Linked DNA regions of Mus musculus: all the other regions are linked to region 1. A link is a contact called in public HiChIP or PLAC-seq and promoter capture Hi-C data. All regions are on one chromosome and are shown on one strand. The core of a region is the stretch at or near the end of the contact, and the rest is flanking DNA. Distances in the headings are between cores, read along the strand shown. Region 1 holds the start of Bid (BH3 interacting domain death agonist). Region 2 holds the start of Tmem121b (transmembrane protein 121B). Region 3 overlaps Hdhd5 (haloacid dehalogenase like hydrolase domain containing 5). Region 4 holds the start of Il17ra (interleukin 17 receptor A).

Region 1 (3,094 bases), core at 42-2,541:
CCTCTGAACTCAGCCCCAGCACTGGATCAGGCTCCCCCCCCCCCCATGGAAACACTCAGAGCTGACTGCCAGGGTAGTGCCTGGGACCAAGTCCCAGGGGATGGGGCAGGGCTGCAAAGTCTCCTGGTTGGGTAGAGCTGGAATGTGGAAAGTCCACATCCTTCTTGTGGTTTCTCCCAGCTCCATTCCACAGCTAGCTTATCCTAGACCCGGCTTCAAGGTAGTCTTCCAGTAAGGGCAATCCTGGCCATGGCACCAGGCAGTAGCCTGGGAAAGTAGGGGAGCCCTGCCTGGGTCCTCAGGATGCTCTTGACTCAGAACTATGTGGCTTATCAGATGAAGGTCAAGCCCAGCCTAGAAGTCCCATACTCAACACCACCTGGTCCTTTACAGAGCTCTTCATTCCAGCCTCTCACCACCCACAAAGTTCTACCCTGATCCGTCCCTGGTCCACACTTATTTGTTGAGTATGTAAATGAATGTACGAAAGAATGAATGAACGAATGTGTGAATCCTTGTGGGCCCAGGCCACTTGGTGGCTGAAGACTGTGGGTTTCTTCTAGAATCCTATAGGGTTATTCAGCCAACCATTCAACAAACTTTTTAAAAACATCAGCAACCAGTCTGTGCACATTTTCAAACCATTTTGGGTACTGGAGATGCGGAGGGGTCAGCCACTTCCTCACAGTTCAGGCGTGAGTGTGAGCTGTGCACACAGTAGTGCCCACGGGTGTAGGAAAGGTGCCCCTCGCTGCAGTCTTCCAAGGTCTGTGTTCCCTGGGTTGGGGTTCCAGGGCTTTTGCAGGGCCCATTTGTGGGCTGTAGCCGTTCCTTGTTGATTTTTGTGGGTGGCCATAGCGGAGCGCAGCGAGACCTCAGGCCCGCCTTTCCAGCTCTGCGCGCACCTGCCGAGTGGCGCGCGACCGCGGGGACCCCGGGTCCACCAGGAGGCCTGCCCGAAGCGGACCAGGACCGAGCGCTGAGGGGGACCGCGAGTGGCGCACGCCCCAGGCCTTCGAGTGAGTGCCTTCCCCTCAGCTCCGCGGTGGCACCCTGTGGCCGGCGCCCTCACCCCGCCTCCATCAAGGCGCAAGAGCCCCGCCATCACGAAGGATCGATAGCATACGAAACTGAGCTCCGTGCCGACCCCGTCCTCCCAGAGGGGAACTGTGGGGGCGCCCAGTAGGGTGGGCATACTCACCACGCAGACGCCGCTGCGCCGGTACCGGGCGGCGAACGGGCTAAGGCAAAGGTTTGCGGAGCCACACTCGGCCCGGCGCTCTACTCCACCTACCTTTCCTCGTGCTCGCCCGGGAGCCCCGCCCCTGTGATAGCCCCGCCCTCCGGATGCTCCGCCCTCCGACTGGCCACACTTTGCGGAAACCCAAGGGTCCTACCGGCTCGCTACGGGGGACAGGAAGGAAGGTACACCCGGAACCTGCGCTCCCCAGAGTCCCCAAAGCCTGGGCGACCTGCCCTCGTGAGGATGGGGTGTCATACTTGATCCCGACCTCTCCGCATTGTCTTGATGTATTACATAGCAGGGTTGGCACACTCAAGACTAGTGACCCTGTCAGAATCGGCCCTATCAGAGATGCTGGGAGGTCCCTATTGTTTCTCCTGCGCAGCTGCTTGCAGAATTTTTAAACTCTTGTGGGGAAGGCAGGGATGGGGGTTGCGGGGTTCTCGGTCATGGAATGAATCAGCAAGGATGAATGTGGAAAGAACCAGGAGGCTAGCAGATAATCTCAAACTGCTAGCTAGTTCCCCTGTCCAGAGAAGTCCCAATGCTATATACTTAAGTGCCAGCCAGTACCCCCAAAGGACACGTGACAGTGACAAAAGTGAAAGAGAAACAAGAAAGTGAATTCTGGAAGTATGAGGAAGTAAATAGAACCATGGAAATTGCTGTTCCTGAGCAGAGAAACTGGATCTGAGAAGACAAAAAAAAAAAAAAAAAAAAAAAAAAATCACATGGTTGGTGTGTGTTTGTGTGTGTATGTGTGTATTTAAGCCAGAGGTCAGTGTTTTCCTTCATCACTCTCCACCTTTCCACCTTTTTTTTTTTTCTTTTGAGATGGTGTGGGGTGAGGGGAGTGGACCAGCTTCCCAGCTCCACGCGTGATTTCCCTAGGCTGACTGCCAGGTGAGCTCCAGGAAGCTTCCACTGTGCACCAATAACAATGGAATTGTAGATACACACAGCACTCTATTTTTTACATGGGTGCTAGGGATCCAAAGTCCAGTTCTTACGCATATGAAGTACTTTACAAACCGAGCCATCTCCAGGGTTTCTTTTTCCTCTTTATATTTTCCAATTCTTCTTAAAGGAAGATGGCTCTAATTTTACGATCAATAAAAGTTACACTTGAAGCCGGGCGTGGTGTCGCACGCCTTTAATCCCGGCACTTGGGAGGCCTCTGTTCGAGGCCAGCCTGGTCTACAAAGTGAGTTCCAGGACAGCCAGGGCTATACAGAGAAACCCTGTCTGTCGAAAAACCAACCCCACCCCACCCCCCACTCCCCCACCCCCCCACCCCCCGCCAAAAAAAAAGTTACACTTGAAATCACATAGTGGAAGAGCTTGGTGATGAACAGCGGGGGCAGGGTTGGAGAGATGGCTCACTGGTTAAAAGCACTTCTCACTCTTACAGAGCATCCATCTGGGTTCAGTACTTAGCACCCATATGGTGGCTGACAATCATCTGTTATTCTAATTCCAAGGGACTGACCCCCCTTCTGGCCTCTATGAGGACCAGGCACACATGTGGTGCACATATATGCAGGCAACACACACACACACACACACACACACACACAGAGTTTTTAAATTTAAAACATGCAAGCTGAATTATCTAGATTTCAAAGTGGAAAATAATGAGAAAAAAGTTTTGTTTTTGTCTTGTTTTTTTTTTTTTAGACAGGCTCTCACTATGTAGCCCTGACTGGCCTGGAACTAGCTATGCAAACCAGGCTGGCCTAGAACTCACAGAGCTCCTCCTGCTTTTGCCTCTGGGATTAAAGGCGTGCATGATCATGACCTGAACACGTAATATTTTTAACTGGGATTCTCTCCGAGGTGCTTGGCAATCAA
Region 2 (3,444 bases), core at 414-2,913, 420 kb before region 1:
AGCGGCTGTTGGTAGCTCACGACCAGGAGGCTGCGCAGCGCCAGCAAGGGCACGTCCACCAGGCAGCCGCCCAGCAAACGTAAAAGGCGGCTGCAGCTTCCGGGCCCGGAGGTCTGACCCCAGGACGGAGCTGCTGTGGCAGTGTTCAGCTCGTACAGCCAGAGCACTGGGGAGGCAAGAGTGAGGAAGTAGACGGCGATGAGCAGGTAGCGCAGGTGCGCCGGAAGCGGCACGCGGCCGTCCAGCATCAGCTCCACCAGTGTAAAGCTGTCCAGCAGGTCCAGACACGTGCCCAGGAAGCAGCCCGCGGCGCGATGCTGCTGTGGCTGCAGGAGCAGGGGACCCGCCGAGCCCGGGGGCGCGCCCGCCTCGCTAATGGCACGCACTAGGCTGTAGAGCAGCGGCACGGACAGCGCCATGGTAAGGCGAAAGCCCGTGGTGCCAAAGGGCGCGCGCAGCTCGATGAGGTCCAGGATGGATGTGCCCAGGATGAGCACCACCTTAGGGGTGAAAGCGATGGAGTAGATGAGCCAGGCCAGGTACGCAAAAGCGAACTCGCCCGCTGCCCCAGTCGTCCCCGGCCCGGCTCCGGAGCCTCCAGAACCTCCTCGGCCCCCGCGAGCCTTGGCCCCGGCCCCCGCCGACGCCGCTGCGGATAGGTGCAGAGGCGGAGCCGAGTGGTGGTGGAGCTGGTGGTGGTTGTGCATGCTGTTCGCTGGGCCGCCCCGACGGCCCCGGCTGTTCTTGGCGAAGAAGATGGCCCAGCCCACCACCACCACGAGGTCGGTGGCGATCCAAGAGCACCAGTACAGGTCAGTGACTGCAATGAGGTACAGGTCCAGCAGACCGCCCTGCGCCAGCAGCAGCACCACAGACAGCGCCTGGTAGCCCCAGCGGCAGCCGGGGCTTGGCGAGCAGCCCCGGCGCCGACCCCTACGGCCGGAGCGAGTGGGGCGGCCGCAGCAGCAACAGCAGCACGAGCAGCAGGAGGCGGCGCCGCCGGTCCCGGTGCCGCCTGCGCCCACCGCCGAGCGGCTCCCGGGGCCCCCGACGGTGCCGGCCGCGGCGCCCGCGCCGAAGTCCGCGGCGGTCATGCTGCAGGAAGAGGTGGGCGTGGAAGTGGAGGAGGCGGCGGCGGGCGCGGTGGCGGAGACTGGGACGCCCCCCTGAGCTGGGGGCCCGGGGAGCGCGGCGGCGGCGGGCACCAGTGGCTTGCTGATGCTAATGCTCTCGTCGTCGTCCTCTCGCTCCGCGCCTGTGCTGCTGCTCGGGGAGCCGCCGCCTCCGCCGCGTCTGCCGCCGCACCCCCCGCGGCTGGTGCTGGTGCTGGTGCTGCTGTCGCCCGAGCCTCTCCGGCCGCGGGAGGAGCCCCCCCGGAGGAAGAGGGGCTGTAGCCGGGCTGCGGCGGGGGGCGGCGGAAAGGAGGCGGGCGCGGACGAGAGCGCGCGAGGGTGGCCCAGCGCCGGGTGCATTGTCCTCGGAGGGGCTCCAGGGGCTGCCCGGCCGCTCTCTCCCCGTCAACCTCGGGCTGACGAGGCGGCAGAGGGGAACCCGGGCCAGCCGCTGCCGCCTCCTCGCCAGCTGCTGGAACTCGCACCCGGGTCGGGAGGCAGAGAGATCCGGACTGGAGCGGCCGGACTGGGCGAGTGAAGCCGCGGGTGGCTGAGCTGGGGGAGCGCGGGGGAGCCGAGCAGACCGCCGGGACCGGAGAGGCGGGGGCGGAGGAGGGGAGCGAGCCCAGCAGGCAGCAGAAGGAGCTGGCAGCGGGGAAACCAGGACTGGATTCGAGGGAGAGAGGAGGCGAGAATAGAGGAGGAGAAAGCCTGGCTGGCTGGATCAGCAGGAAGGAAAGGAGGGAGAACTGAGGTGCCGGAGTAGAGTTGAAAGCGTATCAGGCCAGGCGGGATAGGAACATGAAGTCTCTAGCTCCACAGCCCTAAGGGCTGAACCTGAACTGCTGGGTGGCCTTGGTCTCAGTGTAGACCACAACTTCGTGCTTCCAAGCACCACTGTCCTTTCTTGCCTATCAGGAGGAAGCGCAAGCCAACTTCTCCTCTGTGCGCCAACGACCATTCTGCCATCTCCTTCCGTAAAGGCCCTGAGAACTCAATGGAAGTGATTAAAAAGTTAAATAAAAAAAGAACCAGAAAGAGCTCGGGGATGGTGTATCTCAATTGGTAGAATGACCCGCCTTGTATGCATCCAGTCCTGGGTTCCAACCCACCACCAGAAACCAAACCAAACAAACACCACCCCCAATTCTATTATTCAGAAGGAGCACTCCCAACCAAGTACTGCATTTTCACACATCCAAAGCTGTCCTCCCCTCGGAGATCTTCAGTTTCCAGTTAATGAAAAGGCTCCCTGAATATAATTGCTGAGAAGAGGGCTTAGGAAGAGGGTGGGGTGCAAATACCACTGTCTAGTCCTGGGGTAGGGGAGGCCAGGGCCAGGGCAGGAAGCCACTCTGGAGACCTGGGGTGGGGCAGTTGCTTGCTTAGCCAGGCTCATCTTTGGTATTCTGAAAGGTTTGTACCTAGCTTGCATGCAGCGCGGAGGGGTTCCTCCCCATCACCCCACATCTGATTCCAGGTCTGAGGAGGTCGAGCAGAAGGCTCAGAAATCCAAAGTCACCATTGACTACATAGCAAGTTTGAGGCCAGCTTTGGGTTATGTGAGACCCTGTCATCAAAAAAAAAAAAAAAAAGCTAAAGCAGGAGATGAAATAACAGGAAAATATGTCTGACCAAGAAAGGGGGTGGGGGGATCTTTAGAGGTATGGAAGCATGCAAAAGAATAAACTCCAGCAGAGCCTGGTGTCACAAGCCAGCTCCTCTGTAACCCCAGGTACTCAGGAACCTGAAACAGGAGCTTTGAAGGTTCAAGGCCAGCCTTGCCCATTCCGGTCCATGGGCTGAGTCTGCCTAGGGGCTGCCCTCCCCCTTCCAACCCCACTGGTAGGAGTCCTGAAGGGCAGGAGGTAAAGTCCTGCTTTTAGAGGTAGAGGAGAAGAAAACTACAATAGCATTTGGGGCTCGAGAAGGTTCTGGGGCTTCTGTGTAATTCACTCCCAGTCCATAGGAACAAGTTAGGAGCTTGCCCTCGTCTTCCTCCTCCTCCTGCAGACTCTCTGTCCCCTGCCTTGATTTCACTGCCTCAAAGCTGCTGCCACAGTTGCCTGCCACGGTGGGATCACCATGCTGCTGCCCAAAGCCTTAGCCTTATCTGCGTGTTTTGTTGTTGTTGGGTTAGTTGGTTTTCACTTTTTTTTAAAAAATACACTTCTTTTTTCTTTTTAAGATTTATTTATTTATTTATTATATGTAAGTACACTGTAGCTGTTCTCAGACACTCCAGAAGAGGGAGTCAGATCTCCTTACGGATGGTTGGATGGTTGTGAGCCACCATGTGGTTGCTGGGACTTGAACTCCTGACCTTCAGAAG
Region 3 (3,294 bases), core at 479-2,978, 410 kb before region 1:
TCAGTGTGACCAAAGGCTCTCCCTCCACAAGTTTCCACATAACGTTGCACTGTGCGGTTTTTAAAGTCCTGACTGAGGCAGGTGTGATGGCACCCACCTTTGATGCCAGCACTGGGGAGGCAGAGGCAGGCAGATCTGAGTTTCAGGACAACCTGGGCTACATAGTGAGTTCCAGGACAGCGGGAACTACAATAGTGAGACGCTGTCTGGAAAAAGAAGGTCCTCACTGAGAGGACCTGACACTGAGGCACAGAGGTAAAGGGACCAGCATGAGGTCAGACTGCAAGAGACGCACAGGAAGGGCCCAGAAATCCATCCCTTCTCCTGAGATGCTGCCCCAAGGGCTTTCTGTAGCTACTGAAGCTACAGTCTTCTCTGTCCCAGGAAGTAATGGCAAGAAGCCAGGCTTGGACTTGATGCCTGTGACCCAGACCACAGCCGGGCACACAGGATTCCCTGAGCGCATGCTCCAACAGCCCCCTCTGCCTCTGCTACATCTCCGTCCCCTCAAGCCCAACCCTCCTGGTGGAAAACCAGCTGCACAGCTTCGTTTACATCATGAACAATGTGGGAGGCTTCTAGGAGCCCTGGACTGAAGCTGAAGTCTCGGTGTCCGTGGAATGGAAGCTCTCTCCTTCCAGGAGGAGGCACTTGGGAGCCTGGGTCCTGAGAACTGTATATGCCAGTGCATACCAGGATGGAAGCACAACTCTGGGTTGCTGAAGGCCGCTGCTTCTGTTGCCCACCAGTCTGCTGTTCCTCCTCTCCACGATTGGCCATTTGCAGGTACTGATGGAATAGGTTGGCACCGTAGACATCAGACATAGGGTTATCACTGGCAGGGCAGCAATACCAGAGGGCAAAGAAGAAAAAAACCTTAGTTTAGTGTTTCGAAGCTATCAGAACAGCCTGGAGGTGGTGTGACTCAGCTTCGGGGAAGCCTGGGTGGTGTGGGCAGAGGGAAAGAAAAGCAGCTATGATAATGGAGAGGCAATGGACTTACCCTATAGCATACAGCTTCCTGATGGGGGCGGCCCAGCCCCGCCTCTCAGCCTGCTGCCTGATCACGTCCTCTGCATACTGGTAAGTAAGGATGCTGGGTTTGCCCATCAGACCCTCGTATTTCAGCTCATTGCCTGTTATTTTCCGGTAGATGGTTTCCAGGCAAAGCAGAAAGGTGCCATGACCAAACCTGCCCAAGAAGAGATCTCAGCAACTTAGCCTTGAGGCCATCTGCCACTCTCTAAGCTGTCTCCAAGCAACCGACCTGTATCCCTCCCCTAGAGTCATTCACATGAAGAAACTGAGGCAAGAGCAGGCAGTTTCCCCAGGGTAGCAAAACTAGGGTGAAAACCCTGAAAGGCTCACTCCCAAAACATTGTATTTTGGGTTTTAAAAAATTAATTTTATGTACCCACATGTGCCACAGTGAGCATATGGTGGTCAGAGGACAACTTTCTGGAGTCAGTCTCTCATTCCAACTTTATATGGGTCCCAAGGCTCAAACTCAGGTGGTCAGCTTGATAGCAGGCATTTACCCACGATGCCATCGTACCTGGCCCCCAAACCCTAACACTGGTGCTCCACAACTGTTGGCTGCCAGAGTGTGCTCACTGCCTCCCCTGCAGCTAGGTGTGGCCACCTAGTACACGCGTGAGCCCCACTGAACAGTCGCAGAAGCAGAGGTGCTGGCCTGGCTGTGACAAGAGGTCACAAGGAGGCACGCTCTTCCTGACCTTACACAGCCCCACAGCTCAAGGCGTGGTCCCAGCTGAGGATCCCTTGGCTGGCGCTAGAGTCTTCAGCCAGCTGAAACTGGAAACACATCCCTGGAGGCTCCCTCCTGTCTACCTCACTGCCTCCTAGCTATCAAAAGGGAACAGTTTTGCTCCACAACTTGCTTCCTATCACAATATTAGGGTCACCACAAGCACCAAATCAATAGAGCAGAAATTAACCTTCCTCCTTTTAGGTTGTTTATTCAAGTATTTGGTCAGTGTTGCAAGCTAACAGCCCACTCGACTGCTTCCTGCCCTCTGAAATGCTAATGTGATGGCTAACACTCAGGCAGCCATTTAGAATTATACAGGCATAGCCTAAGGAGTGTGCTGCAGAAAGGAGTAAGTGTCCTGAATAAAGACTGCCCGTAGCCTGATTGCTACCTTCTTTAATAAGAAAGCCAGTATGCCACCTTGTGTAAAGTGTGTCTGTGTTCTGTCCTCAGCGCTGACCCAATCCTAACAGACACTGCGCTTGGCATGTAATATTCAATGTCCCCCGTTTACATACAAATTTCATTTCCTGGCTGGGGGTGGTGATGCACACCTTTGAACTCAGCACTTGGGAGGTCAAGAAGCAAACAGGTCTCTTCAAGTTCAAGTTCAGCCGTCTTATATAGGGGATTCTAGGCCAACTGTCAGAACTCAGTCAAAAGACTGACCATGGTGAACAATATCTTGGGGAACTGTGAGAGAGGCGACAGGAAAAAAAGAGGTACGTTTTGTTGCTGGATGTGAGTTTTGTGCCTCCGATGCAAACATTTGCATTCAACTTATAAGGCATGCTTATTCTTTTTTTTTTTTTTTTTTAAAGTTTTTTTCGAGACAGGGTTTCTCTGTGTAGCCCTGGCTGTCCTGGAACTCACTTTGTAGACCAGGCTGGCCTCGAACTCAGAAATTCTCCTGCCTCTGCCTCCCGAGTGCTGGGATTAAAGGCATGTGCCACCACGCCTGGCGGCATGCTTATTCTTGTTGGATGTCAGAACACAGCTATAGAACCCACTCTGGTCAGTGTGCCCTGCATCTGGACATGGCCTCCTGCCTCGCTTTCATGCTTTCCCAGATATCATCTATAGTACGCACCAGGCAATTGTGTTTAAGTTGGTCTGTCCTGAGGAAGCTCTGAGAAAGGGCTGTGCTGTTAGGTTAATATTTAGTATGCACTCACTGGTGTTCATTTCCATGTTCATCTGAACCACACGACCTTCCCTGGGTCACTGCTTTCTTTGTCACAGTTGTGTATAAAAGTGAGTGCACTGAAGCTGAAGTAAGGCTGTCCACGGCATTAGACTACAGTCCGCCCTGTTCTTTCAAGTCCTCATGAGGATCCCAGGTCTCCAGAGAATCAGATTTCCTCATTGGCCAAAGTCAACACCAATCAGGTGGGCTAAACAGGGAGACCCCATCTCAAACAACACAGCATTACAACAACAACAAAAGAATTTCATTTCCTTTTTGTTTCTTTGTTTTTATTTTGTGAAGCAGGATTTTGCTGTATCCCAGGCTGGCCTAGAAC
Region 4 (3,040 bases), core at 213-2,712, 450 kb before region 1:
GGAGTCTTCTGACCTAGGTAAAGTCTATTGTCCTGCCACTTCTGCAGCTTCCCACGAGATCCTGGCATAGTGGGGGATGGGGCCCCCCCTTTAAATTTCAAGGATTAAACATTGGGCCTTGATCAGAATCTTTGTCTTGGTCTCATTCTTCTCTAGTCATCATTCCTATCCAACCCCAGCTTTCCTTTCGGGAACCCAGTTCTCCGTGGCCGCTGGCGACTACACCTCCCGAGATGGGAATCAGCTCCCAAGAACCTTGGTAATAAAGAGAGAGCCCCTTGTTGGGTCTGAGAAAATAGCCAAAGGGTTTCAGTAAGACAAAAGTTTCCTTCTGCAAAACGGTGTACAGCCGTGTCTTACTGAGCGCATAAGCGCATCCAGTGAGAGTCGCGCTTGGTTTTATTCCCAACGTTAAGGGGTCCTGTGCCTTACTCCAGGTGGTCAGATCGTGGCCTCACATTCTTAGATGTTGCGGTTGATACCCAGAATGCAGTTTTTAGCAGCGGTGCAACCATGAGCACATATTTTCATTACAAGAAGTGTTAGTCTTGGAGAAATTTGAATTCCTAGTGGCTTCTTTGAATTTTTTTTTTCTCTCCAGGGGGTTCTAGAGGGCATCCCCAGGCCTTGTCAGAGACTCTGTCCGTTGTACTGCTCAGTCCCCCATCCTTCCACGCCTCTGCCCTCAGCCTGGCCTCAAACCTTCCTATGCTGTGTACCTTACCCAGCCAAACTGCACTCGGCGAGGCCACAGTGAGGCTCCTTGAAAGAGCTGGCTGTCTACACAGGCTGTCTCCGTTTCCCTCCTCTGATCCACTTTTAACCCTTCATACTTAGCAATGCTACCCCCCCCCCCCCACACACACACATCTCTGTTACAGAATGCCGTGTTTGCTTTAGTCCAGCCATGAGGTGACTAATTCACTGTCCAGGGTTTTGTTTTGTTTTGTTGGGTTTTTGTTTTGTTTTGTTTTGTTTTGTTTTTGAGTGTGCAAATGTATGATTCAACGCTGAAAGGGAAAAAATATAGTTTCATGGACTTGCTATATGAGACTTAAGCTACATGATCTGGCCATCAAAAACTAGAACTTTGTAGAAAAAACAAAAAAAACAAAAACGAGAAATAAGCATTACGACGATGCGATGGGCTTGTTTCTCCATAAAAACTGAAAGGGAGATTGAGCAAACAAACTCCTTGGAGTCCCGAGTCGGAAATTAGACTAAAATGATGAAACAGATCAGTGTAAACCGGGAGGGTACGATGGCGAGGACAGTCATAGCTCCACAGCAAGTTGACAGCGGGGCTCGGCTCCTTAAAACGGGTTCCTGGGCTCCTATCTTACTTAGCTGAGCAACATCCAAGGAGAGCCAAAGAGGCCAGGAGCACACCTGGGCCAAGGCGGAGGCGGGGCCAGAGGAAGGACAGCCCCCACCCAAGCCCCGCCCCGAGCGGCCCGCCCTCGGGGGAGCCGGAAGCGGGACAGAGGAGGCCGTGTGAAGCCGACGAGCGCCAGTCCTCGGCCGGGAAAGCCATCGCGGGCCCTCGCTGTCGCGCGGAGCCAGCTGCGAGCGCTCCGCGACCGGGCCGAGGGCTATGGCGATTCGGCGCTGCTGGCCACGGGTCGTCCCCGGGCCCGCGCTGGGATGGCTGCTTCTGCTGCTGAACGTTCTGGCCCCGGGCCGCGCCTCCCCGCGCCTCCTCGACTTCCCGGCTCCGGTCTGCGCGCAGGAGGTGAGAGAAGCCGGGCGGAGCGGGGATGCCCGGGCCGTCGGGGGTGGTGGAGAGGACGGCGGAGGGTGGTGAAGAGGTGTCAGAGGGGCGGGCGTCGGGAGGGCCGTCGGGAGTGCGGAGGGCTGTCAAAGGTGCTGAGAGCCGTCGCGAGTGCGAAGGGGCGGACGGCCCAGGCTCTGGCGGGCCCGGGGAGGCTGAAAGTCCGCCCTAGGGGCTCGGAGGACGGTCCCGGGCATGGGCGCAGCGTGGAGGCGCGCTGGCAGCGACTCCGGGAGTGGAGTCGCGGTGAGGGGGAGTTCTAGGGAAACTACGCGGGCGGCGGAGTCACTGGTAGCGCGAGGCGGGGTGACAATTCCGTCTGGGCCTCGGAATTGGAAGATGGAGGCACCAGAGGCTGGCAGCTCGGGATGGACATGGACCTAACCTTGGCAGGAGCTGAAATAATCTGGACTGGCCCCTAACTCCTTGCTTCCTGAGCAGTCAATCCTCCAGCTCTCCCATGCTCAGGTGCCCCAGCCTGGCCTCGGGGGTCCCCACAGGTTGGGTAGTGCGGGCGAGCCCAGTGCCCAGGGGAATCAAACAGGATGTGGGTTGAAAGATGCCGTCCATCCCATCTTTTTTTCACCACCACGTGTGTCCCAGAACCGAGCCTGCCAAAATTGAGTTAACATGTGTGGAAGTCTGCCAGTTTGTTACTGCCAGGGAGGACCACCCCACCCCCACGCCCCGCTGCGCTCTTAGGAAACTGACACACCCCTGGCGGTTGAACCTTACTTACTGTCAAAACAAAGCATAACAAAAAAACAGCGAACCTGTGCAAAACCTAGTGTCTGTTCCACGCATAAACTTTCCTCCCTGTCTCCCTTCAAGCCTTCTCTTCCTCCACTGGTTTTTCCAGCCCCTTCCCCTCCACTTCCACAGCTGACCCCAGGAACTGTGTCCAGTCGCTGAGTCGGAGGATATGAAACAAAAGGATAGTTCTTATCTAATTTTGTAGATTTACCAAAAGAGGGTGGGGAGAGGGTGACTATTTTTACTGGAAAAACTGTGTTTTTTAAAAAAGTCTGAGGGCTGCTGGGAAATGTCATAGTGCTCCCCGTACTGGGAAAGTCAGAGTGACATCTTCAGACAGGGCCAAAGTGTCAAAACATAGAGGATTGCTGTTTGTGTCTGGCTAGTCCTTTGCCAAGGGCCTCACGATACAAGTAAACTGAAAGTAGAGAAAGATGATTCCTGGGACTGCAGTGTCCAGGATGAAGTTGTCTTGGATGTAGGAACGTCTTGCAAGAGTGCTTTGCACAATCGGTG

Evidence for each region. Promoter capture Hi-C pulls out the DNA fragments that hold promoters and counts their contacts. HiChIP or PLAC-seq counts read pairs in DNA pulled down with a chosen protein or histone mark.
Region 2: a contact with region 1 is called in a promoter capture Hi-C map of pre-B cells. The contact joins the promoter of Tmem121b here to the promoter of Bid in region 1. A contact is called at or near these places in 4 of 39 promoter capture datasets (the C10 cell line, liver, neural stem cells and 1 more) and 2 of 115 datasets of contacts at active chromatin or transcription factors (large pre-B cells and memory CD8 T cells).
Region 3: a contact with region 1 is called in a promoter capture Hi-C map of embryonic stem cells, with 2.7 times the contacts expected there. The contact joins the enhancer-like site here to the promoter of Bid in region 1. A contact is called at or near these places in 5 of 39 promoter capture datasets (cranial neural crest, embryonic stem cells, liver and 2 more) and 2 of 115 datasets of contacts at active chromatin or transcription factors (fetal liver and large pre-B cells).
Region 4: an H3K4me3 HiChIP or PLAC-seq map of pro-B cells shows a contact between it and region 1, with 8 times the contacts expected there. The contact joins the promoter of Il17ra here to the promoter of Bid in region 1. A contact is called at or near these places in 2 of 39 promoter capture datasets (liver and pre-B cells) and 5 of 115 datasets of contacts at active chromatin or transcription factors (bone marrow-derived macrophages, large pre-B cells, microglia and 2 more).

Annotation. Positions count from the first base shown.
Region 1 is chr6:120,915,533-120,918,626 of GRCm38.p6, forward strand. It overlaps Bid (BH3 interacting domain death agonist), which reads right to left and starts at 1,292. Exons shown (of 6, transcript NM_007544.4): 1 at 1,202-1,292.
Region 2 is chr6:120,492,283-120,495,726 of GRCm38.p6, forward strand. Tmem121b (transmembrane protein 121B) reads right to left here and starts at 1,664. Exons shown (of 1, transcript NM_033567.2): 1 at 1-1,664. The coding sequence starts at 1,472.
Region 3 is chr6:120,509,628-120,512,921 of GRCm38.p6, forward strand. It overlaps Hdhd5 (haloacid dehalogenase like hydrolase domain containing 5), which reads right to left. Exons shown (of 8, transcript NM_144815.2): 7 at 1,004-1,192; 8 at 1-835. The coding sequence ends at 508. Among named protein-coding and RNA genes, the nearest start is that of Gm38888, 11 kb to the left of the region's middle. Within about 2 kb of position 1,729, at least 34 of the 459 cell types and tissues checked have an H3K27ac peak or open chromatin away from gene starts, as enhancers often do. A contact at or near this core is called in embryonic stem cells, where this site is marked.
Region 4 is chr6:120,461,735-120,464,774 of GRCm38.p6, forward strand. Il17ra (interleukin 17 receptor A) reads left to right here and starts at 1,463. Exons shown (of 13, transcript NM_008359.2): 1 at 1,463-1,732. The coding sequence starts at 1,595.